Regions from separate parts of the Mus musculus genome. Here region 1 is linked to region 2. A link is a contact called in public promoter capture Hi-C data. All regions are on one chromosome and are shown on one strand. Each heading gives the region's core, a stretch centred on a gene start, on an enhancer-like site or on the middle of the called end of the contact. The rest is flanking DNA. Distances are from core to core; before and after follow the strand shown.

The links. Promoter capture Hi-C pulls out the DNA fragments that hold promoters and counts their contacts.
Region 1: a contact with region 2 is called in a promoter capture Hi-C map of cranial neural crest. The contact joins the promoter of Iah1 here to the promoter of I920046F24Rik in region 2. A contact is called at or near these places in 3 of 39 promoter capture datasets (cranial neural crest, pre-B cells and second pharyngeal arch cranial neural crest).

Annotation. Positions count from the first base shown.
Region 1 is chr12:21,314,214-21,318,519 of GRCm38.p6, reverse strand. It overlaps Iah1 (isoamyl acetate-hydrolyzing esterase 1 homolog), which reads right to left and starts at 2,128. Exons shown (of 6, transcript NM_026347.3): 1 at 2,008-2,128; 2 at 1,092-1,144; 3 at 474-622. The coding sequence starts at 2,088. Cpsf3 (cleavage and polyadenylation specificity factor 3) reads right to left here. Exons shown (of 18, transcript NM_018813.3): 18 at 3,464-3,872. The coding sequence ends at 3,771.
Region 2 is chr12:3,363,802-3,368,457 of GRCm38.p6, reverse strand. It overlaps I920046F24Rik (RIKEN cDNA I920046F24 gene), which reads left to right and starts at 2,885. Exons shown (of 1, transcript NR_164312.1): 1 at 2,885-4,656. It overlaps Kif3c (kinesin family member 3C), which reads right to left and starts at 3,326. Exons shown (of 8, transcript NM_008445.2): 1 at 927-3,326. The coding sequence starts at 2,477.

The DNA of each region.
Region 1 (4,306 bases), core at 879-3,378, about 18 Mb before region 2:
GGCCAGCCTGGGCTACAGGAGATCATGTCTCAAAAAATCAAACAAACAAAAAAACTAACAAAAAAGGACCCTTCTTTGTCACTAGAGGGTACATGAGCCTAGTCCTCCCCAAAAAACCAAAAACCTAACAAAGAGGACACTCCTCTGTCACCAGGGGGCGCATGCCCCAGAAGCAAGCCTTCTGCTGCCAACTGTATCAGCTGAGGACTTAGAGGGCAGGAACAGACAATGAAAAGTACTTTCAGGTGAGTTCAAGGAGGCGGTCATATGGGAAATGAGCCCTAGAGTACCTGAGCCAAATCTGACCACATCAAAGCCCAAAGAAACCCACACAGGCGAGCGAGCCCCAGGAACACTCAGTTCCCGGGAAAGCTTTCTACTGGGAGATACAGAAGCAGTCTGGTGGGAGAGTAATATAAACATGTATTTGTTTGAGTCCAGGCAAACCAAAGGTGATCTAGGGATGTCCTTACCTTTGAGTGAAGAGTCATTGGCACCAAAGAAGATTGTAACGGCCACTGGGTTTTCCATCCCAGGCCCTTTCCTGATAAGTCTTGGGAGGATAATCTTGGCCCATCTGGTGTTATAACCTGAAAATCCACGATTCAGAACATCACACTTTCTGAAAGAAATTGGTTAAAAAGATGGGTTATGAGCTAAGAGCATAACCTAGTCCTGGGAGCTGTCCATAATTAACCCGTGTTCTGTGAACCTTATGGGAACGCTCACCCTGCCCAGACTCCTCATGTCCCTCAATGAGATATGAATTCCATACAAGGGTCTAATTCTATACATTTTAGTGGTGACTCAAGGTACATCTAAAATGGACTTTCCGATAGACGTTAACCAAACGGGTACAGAACGTTAGGAACCCACTAACAGGCTGGTTTGAAAGGTTCCAGGAAGGCAGAGCAGCCAATACAAGTGCTGCTGGTTCCCATGTGGTAGAAACTCGATTTTGTTGAACCTGAATTCCTTTCCTTTAACATGTATCCAGGAGGGGAAAGCTAGCAGATAAAAGCCTCCACCATTCACTCTGACTATGCTTCCCACCAGAAAGTAGCCAAGTACAATCTAGGAACTGTTCTTACCTGACTAGTCTGTCAGCCAGCAACGAGCCCCATCCACCCTGCTGGAAAGAAAACTGAAGAAAGAAGTCTGTTACTACCCACACAGCTATACACTATGGCATGGTGGTGGGCCAGGCCTGTTAGATGCAGACTCCGTTTAGACACTCCCAGGCTTCTTTCTTGCCTTCCTTGCTTGGGAAGGTATTTTGAGAATTACTGTGGCTTCACTTGGAAACTCTCTGGACATGAGAGGGTTTTACTGTGACCTAACATTAGAGACATTCGTTATCTGAACAGCAGAAAGCTCAACTATGTTGAGTCAGCTGACATAATGTTATCCCATTTCTCCACAGCTGAAAACTAAGGAAGCCTATGCTCTATTGATTTCCCTGACAGTCATGGCAATCCTCCAGCAGTATTGCGCCATCTCGCCCACTCACAAAAACTTAATGCCCAATATCTAAAAACAATGTTGCCAATTACTAGGGAAAGCCAAGCCCGCGTACGAGTAAATTGTGGAGAAGCGTCTTTTTTTGTTTTGTTTTGTTTTTTAATCTCCCTGAAGGAAGGCATCTTGAAGAATTTCCTCAATCGGGAACTATATGTTTTCAGATAGGGTTACTTTTTCATGCTGTTGAAAGCATTGTTTTCAAAAACCACTTGGTACTGGACCTAAGCCGCTTGAGGAAGAGAGGAGTGAACTAGTCGGTTCAAAGTTCAAAGTAGCTTCGGTGAAGAACCCGCAGGAGGTTGCAACCAAGCGAAGGCGGACCCTTTAAGCTCCCGTGCACCCCGACGCGCACCGGGCCATCCAGAGTCCGGGGGAGTCGGGCAGCTCGGGATCCGTACCGGCTCGCGGAGCACGGTGGGGTGGGGGAGAACCGCGCCTGGACTGCTCCGACACGCACGCGGATGCAGCCGAGGGTGCGGCGGGTACCTGCGTGATGGAGTCCCCGAAGAGCAACACGCGAGGCCAGAGCAGAGCGCTCCCGCTAGCAGCTCGCTCGCACAGCGACATGGTAGAAAGCCCAAAACCCCGCAGGGCTGCGCCGGATGTGGAGGAGCCTCGCGCCGTGGGCGGAGCTAGCTGCGGGCGGGGCTAGCCGTGGGCGGGGTGAGCCCCAGATCAAACCTCTTTGCACTCAGGTCTCCTGAAGCGAGTGTCCCCGGCCGGGTGAGTCCTGCCACCGGTTCACCCCAACCCCGCCTCTCCGAGACTGGGGATAGCTGTGGTGCTTGGAAATCTCGTTTTTAGCAGGAGCACTCGTCCATTTTTGGCCATGCCCAAGTGGAGGATTTCCTCTTCCAGTACTGGACTTGATGGGCACAGTAAAAGATAGAGGTGTCTAGGGACCCTCACTGTAGACCGCCTGACTTCACGGTATCACATGCCCCAGCTATTAAAAGGAAATTTCTAGTTTTATGTAATAAATTTTTGTATGTTATGGGGGCCCTAGGCTTTTGGTATAGGCCAAAAACATGGGAATTTGGCTGTTTTATAGAAATTTCATTTTAAGGAAGTCAGATTTACACTGTTAGCAAAGCACCGGAGCGTTTACACACCCAAGAGGGTAGGTAGACAAGACAGGCTACATGGGCGAAGTTCTTTGCCTTGATAGTGTGCTCTGAAGGAGAAGCACTCCCTTGAGAAGGGTGACAATCCCAGCAAGGAACTGAAGTGTTGCTATTTTACATAGATAGCAAACCTGGCCTCCAGGTTCTTTCAGCATCGCTGCTCAGCCCCTACCTGGTACCCTGCCCCCAACCCTGGACTGTCCAGCACAGGGGCTGGACTCTTCTGTAGTAGTCAATGAACTTTTTTTTTTAAGATTTGTTTATGTATATGAGTACGCTGTTCAGATGGTTGTGATTGTTGGGAATTGAATTTAGGACCTCTGCTTGCTCTGGTCCAGCCCCAAGACTTATTTATTACTATATGTAAGTACACTGTAGCCATCTTCAGACAGCAGATCTCATAACGGGTGGTTGTGAGCCACCATGTGGTTGCTGGGATTTGAACTCAGACCTTCAGAAGAGCAGTCAGTGGTCTTACCCGCTGAGCCATCTTGACAGCCCTGGGACCAGTGAACTTGATGGCCCAACAAACCTGCGTTTTTTATGTACTTGAATCTGGCTTGAACTGACTAATTTTAACATCAGAGAAACATCACTGAGCTCCACCCACTTTCTCCTTGGTCTGAATTTTATGTCCTTTAGAAAACCAGACTAATGAACTAACTCACACTACATCTGAGGCATAAAACCCCATCTCTGAATTGAACATGTAGATCCCATAACAGATGAGTCCTAAAAGTGGTGGTTTTAGAATCATAAGCCAAGGAATTGGGTAAGGGTGTGGAGAACAGGGGTTTCAAAGCTGTGGCACAACATTTGCATTCAACTCAAAACTCAGATTTGCCAGTACAGACCAGAGGAAGACAGACGGAGAGCTGAAGATTTCAGCATACACTGCGGAAAGTGCCTGGAGGCAGACTCAGTGTGGTGCTCAGGCAGAAGTGGCTCCCTTGAGGATTAGTTGGAGAATAAAGGACACATCAGTTGGTGGTCCTGCAGTAGTCAAGCCATCTGATGCAAAAGTAAACAGGCACCCCCGGAGAAACTAAGGTTATTTTATTTGAAGAACAGAAGTTAACTCTTGGCTGAGTGTAAAAAAGTCTGGGAGTCTGGGAGGCAAGGCTGTCAGTGCACCGGCGTCAGAGCCTCGTACAGTCTCTGGGCGGCCAGTTCCACCATTTCTCGGAGGGATTCATCATCTTCACTTCCTTCTTCACATTCTACAGCCTGAAAATAAAAGCGCCAACTTCAGCCTAGAATTATCCCCTGCATGAAAATGAGCACTCTAAGCCCTGGAGGCAGATTGCCAGGATATGAGCCACAGACTCACCCTCCTGTCACCTGCAGTATCTCTGTCAACACAGTGACTGGAGAGCCAAGGGTGGGGTGGGGTGGGGGTGGGGGATGCCTAGAGCTTTGGACCAAAGAAAGCCCCCATCTCTGTTCATTTCTTGATGGCCATGCAACTGAGCCCGTGTAATACGAATTACTGAGCCAGCAATGAACTTGGTGAATTGTTCACCGCTGGGTGTGAATTTGACTTTAACCATCCAACAGCCACTGCCTTGCGGCTGCTGATTTAAACTGTTAGTCTCACTGTACACACGGTACTCCACTCTTGTTGTAGCCCAGGCTAGGCTGGAGCTGGGGATCGTCTGCCT
Region 2 (4,656 bases), core at 1,636-4,135:
GCCAGTTGCTTTTTCTTTTTCTTTTTATTCCCCCCCCCCCCCCCCCCCGATGATTGGTAGAACCCCTGGCTAACATACTATTTATAAAACGGGAAATGGAGGTAGGAAGAAAAGGGAAACCCACAGCCAGTCAGCCACTCAATGGGCCTGAGCCTAAGAGGCCTAGACTCCAGGTCTGGGATTGAGCCCACTTCTCTCTCCATCCCACCTCCTCCTACATGACACTCTGAGTCTCCTTATTAATGACACCAAGGGGTAGGCCTGGCACTTTGTCATCCACTGGGCTATTTCCATAGGAAGCAGGATTCTCTGGCCTTGCTACTGAAGACTAAAAGCATGAAGTCTGCAAGTAGCATCTCAGCCCAGCTACTCTGAAGAATAGAAAGAACCTTGGCACTTCCTGAGCCTTAAGTCCTCAACAGTAAGATGGGGCTTTAAAAGCTACTCTTTGGAATGGCTCCTATGAAGATGAGACCAGATGATATAAAAATGGGGTACTTTGTAAACTGTAAAGTGCTATCCAAATGTCTGATACTATTAATATGATACGAGGCCCAAAGACACTGCAGAGAGAAGAAAAAGTATCAGGAGAGGGGGCCATGCAGAAGTGAGAAGCCATACTCACAGAGGTCCTGCGTGGCTTCTCATAGACCTGGCCAATCCTGGGGTCATTTGCACAGGTAGACAGTGGCAGAGGTGGTCGGAGCATCTGGAGTCCACTGGTCCAAGACATCTCCCCACTTTGCTTGGTGTGGATGCTCGCATGTAAGTGCACCTAGCTACCTAGTATTATGGTACTTTGCTTAGCTGCTCCGGAGCAGTCATCAGTGTGTGGTCCTGAGGTGGGATATCCCACTCAGGCCAACTCACAGACCCTCAAATGAAAATCTACCAATCAAAGTACTCGCATTGTCTGGGGACCTTACCTTGTACTTGGCTGCAAGCAGCTCTGTAGCCTGCTGCTCCCGCCGTAGATCCTCCAGCATCTTCTCCTTCTCTTCTAGAAGCTTCTGCTTCTCCTCACTCACAAGGCTGCGGTCATCCTGGATGGCAGCCTTCTCCTCCTCCAGCCGTTCCTTCTGGTCCTGCAGGTAATTCTCCATGTTCTTCTCCAAAGCTGCCTCCAAGATGGGCTGGGGTGGGTGGTGATTGTTGTTGTTATCATCTTCCTCTTCGGCCACCCAGGCCTCAATCACGGACCCCTCTGGATAGCCGGCTGGGGCAGACACGGCCTTCTTTCTACGACTGCTCTTTCTCCGAGGTCGCTTGCCCAGCATCCCCTTCTTCTCCAGCTGGGCCTTCAAGCGAGCGATCTCTTCCTGGAATTCCCTCAGCAGTGTGTCCTTGGGGTCCTCGTTCACCCGCGGTTTGTTCTTGATGTTCTTGGCTCGGTTGGCAAAGCGCAGGGTAGAGAGGCTCTCGTCGTAGCTGTGAGAAGCTGGACCCAGTGTGGCCACCATGATGGTCTTGGCATTGCCCCCCAGTGAGTCTTGGAGCAGCCGGGTTAGCTTGGAGTCCCGGTAGGGGATGTGGGTGCTCCTGTTGCCAGCCAGAGCAGCAATCACATTGCCCAGGGCGGACAGCGAGAGATTGATTTTAGAAGCTTCCTTAGGCCTCTCTCCGCTGCTGGCAGAACCACTAGCGCTGCCACTTCCACTCCCACCACCAGCTGTTGGCTGTGTGGCTGGCCCTCCAGCTGCGTTGGGACCAGCCTTGTTCTGTCTCTCACTGCCGGCCAGGTCTACCAGGTTGAGCTTGCCTACTCGGATATGATCCTGGCCATCAGAGCCACGCTCACTGCACTCCACTGTGATAACAAAGATGGCATGGGACCGAGAGCTGACCTCATTCATGTGGGTGCTGCCCACTGCTCGGGCTTGGTTCCCCAGGTTCATCACATGCTCAATCTCCTTGACATTCTTGGTGACAAAGGAAGAGAGGTCCTTGATGTAGACCCCTGTTTCAGGATTCTCCTTCAGCTCTAGCCTCTTGCCTGGCTCCTTGGATAGCAGGTCTCGGATCTCCTCCTGGTAGATCTCCAAGTAGGAAGCACGAACCAGGTACTGCTGGTTCTGGGAGCGGGAGATGTGGGTGAAGATGTGCTCAAAGGCATTCGGGATAACCCCGCGGAGCTCTGGCTCCACCCAGGTCCCCTGCATGGTGTAGGTCTTGCCAGTGCCAGTCTGGCCATAGGCAAATACGGTGCCGTTGAAACCCTGAAGCACTGAGTCTATCAGGGGCCTCACCGTTTCGTCATACAGGTCGGCCTGCTTGGAGCTAGCATCATACACAGCATCAAAAGTGAAGGTCTTGGGCAGCTCCCCGGGTGCCGCGCGGGGGTTTCGCAGAGTCACCTGGCCCAGTTTCACGTCCATGGTCAGAATCTGCTCATGACCAGCAGCCTCCTCCTTCCTACTGAGGGGGCGGCACCGGGCCACCACCTTCAGGGCCTCGCTGGCCTTGGTCTTACTGGCCATCTTGCACCTCTGTCCTTCCAGGTGGGCCGCTCTGCAGCCTGGGCGGTCCTTCTGCCCTACTCCTAGGTCGGGATCAGTCGGGCTGGCCCAGCCCTCAGGCACCTCTCTTCAATCCGCATGCAGCCTACCAGGGTGGGGATGCAGGGAGTTGGCCCCGAGACTGCTGCAGTCCAGGCCTCCACAGCTCTCCGCGGCTTTCTGTGCACAGTCTGGAGAGGTAGAATTAGGCAGAATCCCTAGGTTACCGCGCAAGCTGCTCCTGCCGAAGGGTAGTGCCTGGAATCCACCCCATGCTGGAGCAAGAGTGAGCGCTACGGCTACAGCTTCGGCAACAATGAGATAAAGGAAGAGGAAAATGAGATGGGGGTGGGCGGCAGAGCTGTCTTTTCCTCCTCCTTTTTCCCTTCCCCTAGGGATCCATGGCGGGGGATGCGAGTCCTGGGCGGCTCGGAGGGTCCCGATCCTCCCGAGGTCAGAGGCTCACCTGGAGTCCTCCCCTCCGGGTGGAGGATCATTCATTGCAGCCAAGGCTGGCTGCTGTTGCCTCTCCTTCGCCTTCCCCGCCGCCGCCACCGGAGAATGAGAGAAAAACAGAAAAGGATGGGGCGGAACAGCGGCGGTGAGAGTGATGTTGCTGCGGCCGCTGCGCTGCGGCCCGGGTTAGGTCTCCCGTCTGGGGTGGGGCAAGGGGCGGGGCCGCGGGGCGGGGAACAAGAGCCCGGCGCGGCCCTTGGGCGAGGGACAGCGGTGCATCGCCGCCCGCACCCCACGGACCCCTCAGGGATGACAGGCTCCGGTGCCCACCCAGGTCCCGCGCCCACCAGTCGGATGCGGCGCAGCCACCGCCAGCCGTCACCCCACCGAACCCGAGCATGCTGGGAGATGTAGTCCTTCCTTTGTTAACCCGGTTCTGTCAGGTTGCTAATGCTTTCTCCAGTCCTCAAGTCTGGGAGCCCCTCCTCCCACATGCAACCCCTGAGTGTGTCTGCTGAGGCTGCACTACCCACGCGTGTTCTCTCGGCAACCGCCATTCTCGGTTTCTCACTGCTCCAACCATTTTGCTTGCAGATGGGCACATGTCACTGTCCTCCATTTCTCAGGGTGTCACCAGGCCTCCTAGAGCTTAAACTCCTAAACATTATTGGGCTCTGTGTTTTCTCTCCCTAGTCTGGTTTACTCCTGGCCTTCCTTTTAACGCTCTGCGGGAAGCACAGTTAACTGATTCCACCTCTTGTGTCTGTACATGGCCTCTGGCTCCAACTACTTCTCCATGACCTTAGGAAGGCCTGTCCATCTTCTGACCTCTCAGCCTACCTCCACTACTCTGATCCAGTCTATACTCCTAAAAACCATGCTGACACACTTTTCTAGCTCACGTGGAGCCCTGGCACTATTCTAGGCGCCGAACCCTTCTTAAGGAGACAACAGGCTGTAATAGAAATGACAGTTGCACCCTTGTGCCTTTGCCCAGAGATCCTGTTACAGTCCTTCCTCTACTGCTCTGCCACTTGGGCAGCACAAGCATTTCATCATCTGTGAAGCTGTGCTGGTTAATTTTTGTCAACACAATCTAGAGATGTCTGGGAAAAGGAAATCTCGACTGAGGAATTGCCTGCATCTGATTGGTCTGTGGGGTATATTCTTGATAGCTAATTGATGGAGGCGAGAGCCCAACCCACTGTGGGAGGTGATCCCCTGGGCAGGTAGTAATGGGTTGTATAAGAAAGATAGCAGAATGCAAGTCTGGAAGCCAGCCAGTAAATAATGTCTCTCCATGATTGCTACTTCAAGCTCCTGCCTTGAGGTCCTGATGCCGGAACCCTGCAGCGCAAATAAACCCTCTCCTCCCCCAGTTACTCTTGGCGGGCAGTGTTTTATTACAGCAACAGAGAAGCAAATTAAATCAGAAACTCTAGGGCTGGAGAGATGGCTCAGTGGTTAAGAGCACTGACTGCTCTTCTGAAGGACCTGAGTTCCATTCCCAGCAACCACATGGTAGCTCACAACCATCCGTAATGAGATCTGATGCCCTCTTCTGGTGTGTCTGAAGACAGCTACAGTGTACTCATATAAGTAAAAGTAGATAAATTTTTAAAAAGATTTATTTATTTATTTTATGTATGTGAGTGCACTGTAGTTGTACAGATGGTTGTGACCCTTCGTGTGGTTGTTGGGAGTT